Regions from separate parts of the Ovis aries genome. Here region 1 is linked to region 2. Evidence: chromatin contacts called from public Hi-C data. All regions are on one chromosome and are shown on one strand. Each heading gives the region's core, a stretch centred on a gene start, on an enhancer-like site or on the middle of the called end of the contact. The rest is flanking DNA. Distances are from core to core; before and after follow the strand shown. Region 1 holds the start of GLCE (glucuronic acid epimerase). Region 2 overlaps NOX5 (NADPH oxidase 5).

Region 1 (6,832 bases), core at 1,335-3,834, 140 kb before region 2:
ACACACCATGCTGTGACACCTAGTAGATAATCAAATACTTGTTGACTGATCATCATGTTTACTTAGAAATTATGAAAGCGGCTTTTTTTAAAAGTTACTGATATCCACTTATCATTGGCTTTCAAAAATAATGGGGAAACAAAGGTCTGCTTAGGGTTTTTTTGGCTGTGATTCCAATCAAACATCTGCTCAACTGATCAGTTTTGATAGTTATAAAAGTCAAACAGGCATTTTGGTTTAATTTACAACCAAAACAAAAGCCAAACTAAAACCCCAAAACACTTAAACTTTTCAGAGTTATATATTGCTATATAGAATTCCCTGTTTTTTTCTTTAATTTTAAAATTTATTTATGGCTGCACTGGGTCTTCACTGCTGTACCAGTGCTTTCTCTAGTCACGGCGCGCAGGGGCTAGTCTTCACTGTGGCGCGAGGGCTTCCCACGGCACTGGCTTCTCTTGTTGCGCGGCACAGGCTCTAGGAGAGTGGACTCAGCAGCCGTGGCGCATGGGCTGAGCTGCAGGTCTTCCAGGATGGAACCTATGTCCCTTGCATTGGCAGGTGGATTCTTAACCACTGGACCACCAGGGAAGCGCCCTCGTTTTTTAAAATGATTATAAAAGTCAAGAATTAAACATATTATCACTAATGTTTCTGGTTCTAAGGTCAAAAGAAATATTAAAACAAAACTGTCACTCAAAAAAAAAAAAAAAGATTAAAGCAGGCAAAATTTTCTGCCTTGCCATATACTCAAATTTGTCTGTTTATCCCAAATTACAGAATTACTATAAGTACAGGTTCCATCAAATCAAGCCACATCAGACTTGATTTACAGGCCTCTATGATAAAGGAGCTATCTAACCAGGGGAACTGTCAAGCAAAAACATAGACTTTCTGACTTAAACATTTAAAGAAAAAAAAAGAGCATATGCATGTATACAGGTCATTTTATTTGAATTCCATCTAAGTTTGGGCTAGTTACCAAGGACTCTGCATATGAGTCAAGACTAACTGTATACAATAAAACTGTTAAGCAGGATTCTTTAAAAGAGTTCCGTTAGCCATCCTTACAGGTCTCAAACCACGGATCTGCAGAGCTCTAGCTTTGGAACTTCGAATTCCAAGGCGTTACTTGGAGGCTGAACTTGAACTGATTCCTCTACACAAATGCTTTTCAAACGACAGAGAGAAGCCAGAGCACACTTTCCAGCATACTTGACTGCCTAACACTCGGGCAGGACTTCAGGACAGACTTAATAACGCAGGATCAGCAAAGTAGACCCTAACATAGGAAAGGAAAACCGCACAGCCTTCCCTATCCTCAGTGGCTTCCACGCTCACCCGGAGAACATTCGCCTCCTTAAGAACCTACATGTCTACATGCCCACTTAAGGTGCTGTCTGCCACTCTGGTTCCCAGAGGAGAGAAATCAGCACGCCGCCACAGGGATCCTGGGGCAGAGAGAAGAAAACTGCAGAACAGTCGCACTATTTCTCCAACTAGGCAACAACACGGATCAATCCTTCAACTAAGCATTGAGTAAATCTCATTTAGAAAGAGATCTGTTCCAGGATGCTGACCAGCCACAGACTGCGAACTCGAGATGTCACCAGAGTTCCCTTCCCGCCACGAGCCGATCCAGCGCCTGCAGAGCCGCGCCCTCCCTTCGAGATCTCCCGGGGACCCGCTCACTCGCCCTGTCGCCCCCGAAAAAACTGGGGGCCATGCCAAGTTACCGCTCCCCTCTGGGCAAACTAGAAACCCCAATAAAGACGCTGGTCTCCGTCGTAAACCCTTCCGCCCCCAGCAGTCCACCAAGGCGGTCCCGGCCCCTGCAGGACGCAGATACATCGCCCTCCCGCCCGAAGACCCTGATAAACAGACAGAACCCCAATACACTGCTTCTTTATCCCAGGAATGTGAAAAAAGAAGCCCACTCCTGCTCAAAGTACCCCCAAGACCCCGTACATCGGCCCCTTCAGAGACCTAGGACCTTGCTAAAACTGAATCCTCTGCCCCTAAAAGAGCGTGAGACCGTGATAAAACGACCCCTTGTCCCGGAACCCCGCTATACCACTTCAAGGAACGGAAGGATCCCGGTAAATCTCCTTCAACCCCAAAGACCCGGGACCCGAACCGCTGCTGCCACCCATCCGAACCCCAAGCCGGAAGAGACCCCAGACCCCCAGTAAACCGCCTCCTCACCCGGAGAAGCCCTGGCACCCGCTACACCGCCCTTGGGCGTCCGCACCCGGATCCCACCCCACCGCGTCCTCGCCCTCCTCACTCCGAACCCCGCCAAGCCTCGCGCACACCAGGCAGCGCCGCGGAGCCGCCCCCGTCAGGAGCCCGCCTGCCCCGATTGCTCCGTGTCCCGGCTCCCCGACCGCTCCTCAGCGGAGACGCGCTCCGGGCTTCCTCACCTGGGCAGCGTCGTAGGGCAAGCGGACCGGGGAACCCTGAGGAAGAGAAGGAGGCGGCAGAGAAGGGGCGGCCCAGGCCTGCGTCTGCCGCAGCTCCAAACCCTCCGCGAGGAAGCGCCTGTGTGAGGAGATCCCTCCCGCTCCGCGCGCAGCCTGGAGACAGAGCCACAGCCGTACCCGCCGCTCTTCCCGCGAGATCCCAGCCACAGAGAGGGGCGGGGCCACGGCGAGGGGCGGCCGCAGTGAATCGAGTGACAACTCTGAGAGCCTGTTGGCGGCAGCGTGGGAGGCGGGACTTGGAGCCTAGTACTACCAATCGCAAAATAGGAAAGGTGATTCTCCCACCGCTTCTTCTCCCCCGCCCCGTATCAATAAACTAGGGGTAAGAGCAGTGACCTTTAAGTAGTCAGGGGCAGAGGAAGTTCTTGGGAAGGAACCCTGAATGAAGAATCTTGGCTTCTGTCTAGTCCTAGTCAGGCTCCGTAGATACATCTGGTTAGGGAAGAAGGTGGTTTTCACATTGCCGTGAGCTGAAGCGCTATTACCCTTGGTTACACCGCGGCCTGAAGTGCTTAAGAGGCACAGTTCTTCCTGGTTGAAGGCGCACCCTCCTCGGGTTACCCAGGTCTAAACCTGTTTTTCCCCCTCTCTGGGCCTCCCCTCCCTTTCCACCTCTAACAGGGCGCCATTGTTGAGATGCCCGTGTTTTCTCAACCCCTACTCGGGTCGTCTGATCTGACGAAAGACTCCCTTCCGACTGGTGTTTATTTATACTGAAAGCCTTCTAGAAGAGTAAAAAGTAAATCTCACTGAGTCATCGTTATAACATTCCAAAATTACATGAAAAGTTGTGTCTCTGTGAACACCAGTGTCTGGCACACTCGGGGCACTGAGTAAATGTAGAAAGAAAGACTGAAGAATATGATATTTAAATAAAGTCGTCTCTCAATATCCCGAGTTACTTGTTCCAGGATACTTGCAGCTACTAAAATAGTGGACACTCAAGTCCTTTGTGTAAAAATGACTGTAGTATTTGCATATAACCTATCGCCTATATACTTTAAATTGTTTCTAGATTACTTATAATACAATGTAAATACTATGTAAATAGTTACTGCTGCAACTTTTTAGAACTTTTCTGAAATTTTTTCCCTGAATATAACTGATTGAATCCACAGATATGGTGACCAACTATGAAAGAAATCTTAGACCTGCTCCAGAAAATTCAGGCTTTCCTAGCCTTTCCTCTACAGTGACAGCCCATTTCTTCACGCTTAAGTCCAGTCTCTTGATTAGGATGTCTGTCCTATAGTCTGCACTCATTCCCTTTACCAGAACAAGTCCTTTCTCTTCATCAAGGTTAATCCCTGAACCTGTGCCCTGGATGGCCACCATTCCCAGATTTTGATTAATCAAACTATCCTTCCCCTGATATCACTGTTCCCCTCTAATCTAGCTCTTTTTTTCCCCACAGACACATTTGTTCCATCCCTTGCACAAAACAAAACAACCCAACATCCTCCACCTTTTCAGATAACTCTAAATTGAATTTGCTGTCTTTACTTTTCATCTCTTATTTTCCCTACTACAGTGCTGTTTACACCCACACAATGGGCTGATCTTTCAGTGGTCACAAAGGACTTCATTTCTCTTTCTATTTTGGGGCATCTTTCCCAAAGACCACTCTGCAGCCTTTGACGATGCCAGCCATCTCCTCCTTGGTTACTTGCCTAACTACTTTCTCCTGATTCTTTAGCTACTCTTCTGTTTGGTTTTTGGGTTTTTTTTTTTTTTTGGATACTCTTTCCTCGTTTAAAAACTGCTGCATATTGGCACCTCCTTATATCTATATACCTTGTGCATGGAAAGAAAAATGGCTTCCACACACAGTTCCACACTTTGAGTGTCAATGAGTGGTTCAGAAAAAAGCTGTTAGAAGAATCCAGAGGAGGACACATGACTATGAGGCTGGGTGTTTAAATAGTAGTTGGCCTATACAAATACAGAGCAGAAGCAAAGGTTCTTCAGAGAAAATAGAGTGAACCTGAGCACAGAGGAGAGGATGTAGGCCAAGCCTGGATCTGAGTGGACCAGACTGGCCTGCGGAGGATTCCTGCAGAAGAGTAGTGAAAGGTAAGTTTAGGGAAGAACCAATAGTAAAAGGCCTTAAAAAACCAGGCCAAGCTAATTCAACTTGATTCTGTATCAAATGAGATACCAGAGCCAACCCTAGCAGTTGTAGGGCTTACAAAAGTCTACACAAGGGAGCCCATATATCAAATGTCTAAATAGTATGAAAAGTTATAAAACAAGCTAACAAACTCTAAATTTAACATATATATGCCTAGTTGCTCAGTTGTGTCTGACTCTTTGCAACCCCATGGACTTTAGCCTGCCAGTTTTCCTTGTCCTTGGGATTTTCCAGGCAAGAATACTGGAGTGGGTTGCCATTTCCTACTCCAGATATGTATATGTTGTGTGTGTGTGTGTGTGTGTGTGTGTGTGTGTCTGTGTGTGTGTCTGTGTGTGTGTCTGGGTCTGTGTCTGTGTGTATATATATATCAGTTCTGTTCAGTCATTCAGTCGCTCAGTCATGTCCGACTCTTTGCAACCCCATGGACTACAGCACACCAGGGTTCCCTATCCATCACCAACTCCTGGAGCTTACTCAAACTCATGTCCATCGAGTCAGTGATGCCATCCAACCATCTCATCCTTTGTCATCCCCTTCTCCTCCCGCTTTCAGTCTTTCCCAGCATCAGGGTCTTTTCCAGTGAGTCAGTTCTTCGCATCAGGTGGCCAAATTATTGGTGTTTCAGCTTCAGCATCAGTCCTTCCAATGAATATTCAGAAGTGATTTCCTTTAGGATTGACTGGTTGGACTCCTTGCAGTCCAAGGGACTCGCAAGAGTCTTCTCCAACACCACAATTCAAAAGGATTAATTCTTCGGCGCTCAGCTTTCTCTGTGATCCAGCTCTCACACCCATACATGACTACTGGAAAAACCATGGCCTTGACTAGACGGACCTTTGTTGGCAAAGTAATGACTCTGCTTTTTAATATGCTATCTAGGCTGGTCATAGCTTTTCTTCCAAGGAGCAAGCGGCTTTTAATTTCATGGTTGCAATCACCATCTGCAGCGATTTTGGAACCCAAAAAAGGTCTCTCACTGTTTCCCTGTCTATTTGCCATGAAGTGATGGAACTGGATGCCATGATCTTAGTTTTCTGAATGTTGAGTTTTAAGCCAAATTTTTCACTCTCCTCTTACACTTTCATCAAGAGGCTCTTTAGTTCTTCTTTGCTTTCTGCCATAAGGGTGGTGTCATCTGCGTATCTGAGGTTATTGATAGTTCTCGCAGCAATCTTGACTCCATCTTGTGCTTCATCCAGCCTGGCATTTCATGTAATGTACTCTGCATATAAGTTGAATAAGCAGGGTGACAATATACACTCATGTTCCCTGTAGTGAAACTTCAGAGTCTTAACCCCTGGACCACCAGGGAAGTCCTATGTATATCTTCCTTTGCCTAGACAAACTTAGCTAACAACTTGGAAGACCATGTCCAAATTTAGGATTCTGGGACTTCTTCTTGGAACAGAGAGCTAGTCCTCACATAGAGTGGTCTTACCCTGTTTGCCTCCCACAGTTCAGTTACAAGCTGCAAAGTAACCCCACTCCATGGGTACCCCAGCCTACATGTCCAAGCTCCATCCCCACTTTTCCCTCTATAAAATTGTAACCTCTTAGCCATTCCATGAGTCCAGGAGTTTATACTTCAGATCTAGGGGAGGAAGCTCACAAAAGCCCTGGAAGTAGGCTCAGGACCATTGGGGCAGAGAATTTTGCCTTCCAGTTACCCGGAATGAGGTTCAAAGGGGTGAAGTCAGCTGCAGCTGGGCATATTCCTTTGGTTTGATGGACTTCCGTGTAGGAATACATCTAGAGAAGGACCAGAGCAGGGCCCCTTAAAAGGAGGCCCCTCCCACCTGCATCAAAGGTGGTAGCAGGTAGCAGCAGAGCCCCTGCATGTCTTTCATAGGGCAATGACGTATATAGTATATCTGTATCTTGAAATATAAATCTGTTTATTTCTACTTCCCACCTCCTCTTGCATTGCTATCTTTTTAAAATGTTTTAATTTTAAAACTAAAATCCAGCTGTGCTGGATCTTCGTTGTTGCATGCAGGCTTTTCCCTAGTTGCAGCGGGGCTACTCTCTAGTTGTGGTGCATGGGTTTTTCATTGCAGCGGCCTCTTGTTGCAGAGCACAGACTCTAGGGCCCGTGGGCTCAGTATTTGTGGATCCCAGGCTCTAGAGCACAGGTTCAATAGTTGTGGCGTGTGGGCTTAGTTGCTCTGCAGCATGTGGGATCTTGCCGGATGTGAGTGATTCACTTCTAGCAAAG
Region 2 (6,316 bases), core at 2,102-4,601:
CCTCCACTCACCCGGTGTACTGGTTTCTGCCTCCTGGTCCTAGGATCACTTGGGATGGCCAGGAATCTCAACCAAGACAGGAAGCACGAGAGAGAGATGGCACCAGCCTCTCCTGCTCCTTTCATCAGGAAAGGAAACTTTCCCAGGATCCCCAGTGGATTCTCACCATCACCTGAGAGAAGAGGCACGTGGCTGCATCAGCGTCCTCAGGACTAATTAATCTGGTCATATCACCTGGGGTTGCCCAGCACAAAGTCAGGGGTCAGCTTGCAGAGGAGAAGAGGGAAGGATTTTGGGGTCAGGTTATCTTGCTCCTTACTGTTCACAGGGTGAGGCCCTGACAAAGAGACAACTATCCTATTGCAAATCTTAAGTAAATAGTAAAGCAATTAAAAATAATACTGGAGGGACTTCCCTGGTGGTCCAGTGGTTAAGATGGCCTTCCAATGCAAGGGGGTGTGGGTTCCATCCCTAGTCAGAGAACTAAGGTCCCACATGCTGTGGAGTGCAGCCAAAAAAATTTTTTTCATGTTAAAAAAAAATGACATTTCTTTCTTTAATACAGCCCAAGATGGGGCAAAAAGTCTTTATGTATGGCTGCTTACTAAGCTCTTTTCCAAGGGCTCTGTAGGAAATGTGAGGGTGGTGGAGGAAGGATCCAGTCTTGGGGAGCTCTCAGGCTAGCTGGAAATGACGCACACACAGCTGAACCACCTGGGACCACAAGAGAGTGAAAAGGCTTTGGCAGGATCTGAACACACGGTATCAAATAGAGGCACAGGTAAAGGCCGTCATGGCCCAAGGCTCGCTCACAGCCTGCCCTGCCCGCACCCCTCTGGGGAGCATGTCACGGCTCCTAACCCTGTGATCCTATAAGCACCAGGCCTCTTCCCAACCCCAGCCACGGCTGATGGGATCAGACGTGGACCCTGAGCCCAAGGCAGCCAATCCATACCTGGCAGGAAGGACGTGAGCTGGGCCACTCAAGTGCTCTGTCTTGAGAATCTGAAGAGACACAGAGACTACTGCTCAGGGTGAGAGGTCCTGATACCTCGTGGTAAGAGATGTGTCAAGAGACCACACAGATCCTCAAGAAGGAAAGGACAAGGATTTCCCTGGTAGTCCAGTGGTTAGGACTCTCTGCGTCCACTACAGGTTTGATCCCTGGTCGGGGAACTAAGATCTTGCATGCCTTGCTTCACAACCAAAAAAAAAAAACCCACCTTTTTTAAAAAAGAAGGAAAGGGCAGCCTCACTCCTAACTTGACCCATCCTGAACTGGGGTTGGGGTTGCCATTCCATCCTGACCACCAATGTTCCTTTTATGAGGGCTGGTTTGAACAGGTTTTGTGCCTCAGCTTGAATGGTACGGCGGGGGCAGACTTCGAGCTCACCCCTCAGCCCTGTATCCACCGCTCTCCCGTTCCCCAGTCCATCCCCGCCTCTGCCTTAGGCCAAGTTCTCTTCCACCAGCTGCTCGGCCTGCATGTGTTCTCCCCTTCATTTCATTCACTGCAGACACTGGTCTTTCTAGCATGACCCTGCCAGGCCCTTGCTGTACAGCTTTGAGTAGCTCCTCATAGCCCAGCCTCCAGTGATATCTGACTCCCTCCCTACCTATGCTCCTGACCTGCCATCCAGTCACCCTAAGATTAAACAGTCACACCTTTATGCCTTTGAACATGCCTGGACTTTTGTGTACAAATACACCCTCCACCCATTTCCCATGCCTCCTCCAAGATCAAGGTCAGGGGACATCTCTCTCCAACCCTAACTTTGATTCCCCTCTGCTTTGGCCACCACAGCAGCTCACGAGGCCCTGTGCTGGCGTTTACTCCCTTGCATTGGCACCATACTTGTTTGTTACCTGGCGCTATACCTGTGGAGTTAATGAATGAATGCGCCTCAGCTCACTTGACCGGGTTCTGTTGGGGGAGTGGAGTGTGAGGAGGGGACTTTCCTTTCTGGGAGATTAGCCTCAGTCCAGCCTAGACAGGGGTGTCAGGTACTTTCTGAGGCCCTCCTGCCTCATGTCCCAAAAGACCACCCATCTGCTTGCTCCCCTGGTGACATGGGGACAGCCTCATTGAAACTGGCCTTCTTGTCCTCAGCACTGGATGGAAATCCCCCAAGAGCACGCCTGTTTCCCTCTTCTAGAGAAGAGGCGCACAGACAGAGCTAAAGAGCCAAGGGCAGTGAAGCACTCAGATTTGATAAACAGGCAGGAGATTTCAGGAGCAATCAGGGGAGAAAAGAAGATACATTATCCCCAGAATTCACAACGCAGAGCTGAAGAGCTGGAGGGGCTGTGATTCCATCTTCCCGTCTTCCTGGGCCTCCTGCAGCCTGGGGAGATTTGCTGCTTTGGGAAACGATGCACTGATGTCCACATAGCCGGTCAAGGCTTCCCCGGGGACATGGTGGGTGGCGGGCAGTGTTTACAGACTCCTGGGAGCCTGCTAGTCCTCCCTGGGAAGGAAGGTTGTTTATCAGGCTCACAAATGTGTTTAGTGATAATAAACCTGAAGACAGAGGGCTGCAGACCCCTCCTGATGGTAGAGGGGCAACTTGGAAGAGGGTCCTTACCAGAACCGGACCATGCTGGGACCCTGATCTCCGACTCCAGCCTCCTGAACTGTGAGAAATAAATTCTGTAGTTTATAAGACCTCCAGGTTATGGTACTGTGCTATAGCAGTCCAAACAGACTAAGACAGAAATAACCAGCACTTGTTAAAACTTACTACCTGCCAAGCACCTTATACACATTAATTTATTTAATCATTTTACCATTTCCCTATCTGACAGGTACCATTATTATTGTTGTCTCCATTTTACAGATGAGGAAACTGAGAGCAGACCTTGAAACCTTTTGTCTACTTTGTTCAACTCCAGCACCTAGAACCTAGGAATGCGACAAACTCATCCAGTAAGCAGCACTGAAATGTCCTCTAACGCAGAGCCTGGGGCCAACAATGGCCCAGATGGTGGCACAGTGGGGCCATGGGGATGCGTGGAGGCTTAGATGCCATCGAGAAGTTCTGCCTCTCCCTCCTGTCCTTTTTCCTTCCCTACATATTTTCCAAGGGCTTCCTATTTGTGGAACGTGTGCACAGAGAGGAATCAGATTTCCCTTCTGGCCCAAGTGGGTTATAATTACAATGTAATAAGCAGTGATAACCTATGCAGAAAAACTACAGTAAAGTAATTTTTTAAAAACCCAAACAGGAGCAAACAGTGTGCTGGAACAAGTTTGCCATCCTCAAATCGGCTCACTCATCCAAGGAGCCTGCATGGGGCTAAGCCCTGGGATGCAGGGATGAGTGTGAACTAGGCCCCCTTCTGGTGGGACAAGGCTTCCTCCCTCAAGGGTAGCAAAGGCTTGGGGAGAGCAGCTGAGCGGAAGAGGCTCTAAACTTGAGGCCTGCCGCCCGCATCCCTCTTCCCTCTGCTCCAAAGGGTGCTTTCCCCAGAGCTGGCCCAGTCCAGTCCAGAGGGCAGGCTCCAGGGCTCCGGCCTGTTGAGGAAAGCAGGTCAGTAAGCCTTGCCCCAGGCCTTGGGGCTGCTGGTCCCCTTTCAGTGCCCCTCTGGCCTCCCTCCCGCCCTCCGCGGTGCCTGGCAGCGGGCCCCAGCTTTCCCGGGCTGGCTGCTCACTCGCGCACGGGGCCCAGAGCTGTCCACAGACAGCGCGGCCACCTCCCCCCACCCCAGCCCCAGAGCTCTGCGCCGTGATGGATGGCGCTGCTCTGCTCCTGGTCCCAGAGAGCTCCTTTGAATAATAACTTGGCAAAATTACTCTTTTTTTTTTTTTTTTGCTTTCCCTATTTCTGATTCATTGGCTCTTTCTAAGTCATTCATCTCTTTTGAGTTAGAGGAAGAAAGAAGAAGAATGAGGAAGAAGAAGAGGAAGTATCGCAGGGTTACAAGGGACCCTGAGTCCCACCTCCTTATTCTACAGGGGGAGCTGGAGGCGGAGCGTGGATTCCTATAGGAATCCTGACCTCCACTCATAGAAGAGAAGCAACTGTGGGAGGGATGGGAGACTGGGAGGCAGGGAGGCAGGGATCTTTCTAGGGACTCTTCAGTTGCACCTTGAAGGCAGCTGCCTACTGTATCCACATGCAAGGCTGGTCCAGTCTGCCGGCAGAGATCTTGGAGTTTCTTTATCCTTGAAGGGGCAGAGCAGAGCAGGGAAAGGGAGTAGAGACAGACGGGGCTTCCAGTGAGTTGTGGCAGCTCACCAACACCAACACATGATCACCTACTATGTGCCAGGCATGGAGGAGACAAAGATGCGTAGACACTGTTCCTACCCTCAAGGGGTTCACAGACAGGTACAGGTAAAGCTGATGCCTGCGGCAGGTGCTGTAGGGGAAGTAGTCCCGATGCGATCACACAGAGGAGGTTGTTCTACGCCGGGAGGGAGCAGCAACCAGGTCTTCACAGATGAGCTGATAAAATGTTCTGAGATCTCAATCTGAAGGTGGGGAAGAACGCTCCAAATGTCAGGCACTGCAGAAGCAAAGGCGTGAAGGTGTGAAATGGCATAGTGTTCCGGGCAACGCTGAGTTCTACCTCATTTTTAGAATATGAAGGTGAAATGGATGTTGGCCAGACAGAGGAAGAAGGGCCAGTCTGCAGAACTGAATCAAGTGCTCGTGCAGGAAGGCCTGTGTGCCAGTCTTGGCAGTCTGATGACTGTGACAGGACAATTATCCAACAGGAAGGGGTCTAATCAGATCTGCAACAGTGCGGAGGATGGATCAGGCCCGGAGAGGCTGGAGAAAGGAAGACCAACCAGGAGATCATATAATACTCCAGGCAACAGTCTATGGAAGGACTGAACCGAGGCAGGACCGACACAGGAGGGAATGGATGTGAGAAACACATTGGCAGCGCCTGGTGGCTGGCTGAGGGATGAAGATGGGGAGACAGAGGAGTCAAGGGTACCTGGCTGATGCCACCAGCTGAAACAGGGATCACAGTGCAGAAGCTTTCACGAACCACTGCCAAGCACCTGGTAGATGGTAGTGCTATTCCAGACATAGAGACAGAGACGAATAATTCATTTCCCTTGGATGTACTTCTCTATTCTTTAAAGACAAGCTTAATCTGTATACACATATGTCCAAACAAGTTTGGGAGAATCTCAGAACTTTGTTCTTTTACCAAAAAAAAAAAAAAATATATATATATATATATATATATATATATATATATATATACCCATTCCCTCCCTCACTTCCTCCTGCCCCCTCTCCGCCCCCCACCCCCACTGAAACCCACTTCCTGATTTATTTTGTTTTCTCCAGGAGGCAACACTCATGCAACTGGGGTGATTCCAGGTGGTGTAGGATTAGGGCAGCTAATTTGGGGCCACTATCACAGAGCTAATGTTGGGAGGCGGGAAGCTTCCTTGAGAGTGGTCTTTCTCCAGCCATCTCTGCCTTTCTGCTGGAGTCTTCTTCCCCCCTGGGATGGATTTCCCTGTAAAATAAATGTCTTGTCTGAATTAATCTTATTTTTAAAAGGAGAGAGTCATCATGTTGTAAAGACAGATCATAAAAAGATGCATCAATCTGTCAGGAAGGCTGGTTAATGTGAGTATTTGTTTAGCAGAGTCAGTGCCCCCGAAGCAGTCTTTCTGGACCAGCCCTGGGCCTGGAAGGGCCTTTAATTTGAATACTTAGAGCACATTTGGCCGGCAGCTTTGCATTCTGAGTCTGGGCACTGGCGCAGCCTTACTCTGTAGAAGAGGGGAGAGCGCCCCCAGTGTAAGGGGTCCATTCCCAGGGCGAGCAGTGCCCCAGACACTCCCGTTGGAGAACTAATCAATATGAGGGGTCTTTAGAAGACACTTCAGATGCTGTCTCCATTCTGCATTATTCTTTTTGGGCTTCTTTTATTCCTATCAGGCTTCCCTGGTGGCTCAGCTGGTAAAGAATCCACCTGTAATGCAGGAGACCTGGGTTTGATCCCTGGGTTGGGAAGATCCCCCGGAGAAGGGAAAGGCTACCCACTCCAGTATTCTGGCCTAGAGAATGCCATGGATTATATAGTCCATGGGGTTGCAAAGAGTCAGACACAATTAAGTGACTTTCACTTCAGACGCTCTCTCCATTCTGCTTTATTCTTTTAAAAAGGACGCAGATAAAAACCGAGTAATATATGAAGTGCATGGTATAAAAATTCTATGCTGTGAAACATTCCATGGGTAATACAGAAATACATGAAATAGAACAGAGAGCACTGCTCAAAGTGCTCCTTTACCTCCTTCCAGTTGACCACTGGGCACTGTTAGGTGTGTGTCCTTCTTAC

What was found. A called contact is a pair of places that touch in the nucleus more often than the background predicts.
Region 1: a contact with region 2 is called in a Hi-C map of hypothalamus, with 2.9 times the contacts expected there. The contact joins the promoter of GLCE here to the enhancer-like site in region 2. A contact is called at or near these places in 3 of 16 Hi-C or Micro-C datasets (hypothalamus, omental adipose tissue and tail adipose tissue).

Annotation. Positions count from the first base shown.
Region 1 is chr7:16,025,431-16,032,262 of ARS-UI_Ramb_v3.0, reverse strand. It overlaps GLCE (glucuronic acid epimerase), which reads right to left and starts at 2,584. Exons shown (of 3, transcript XM_042252102.2): 1 at 2,424-2,584.
Region 2 is chr7:15,888,081-15,894,396 of ARS-UI_Ramb_v3.0, reverse strand. NOX5 (NADPH oxidase 5) reads right to left here. Exons shown (of 20, transcript XR_009601335.1): 18 at 6,269-6,316; 19 at 4,949-5,485; 20 at 2,736-4,510. Among named protein-coding and RNA genes, the nearest start is that of NOX5, 74 kb to the right of the region's middle. Within about 2 kb of position 3,351, at least 13 of the 54 cell types and tissues checked have an H3K27ac peak or open chromatin away from gene starts, as enhancers often do. A contact at or near this core is called in hypothalamus, where this site is marked.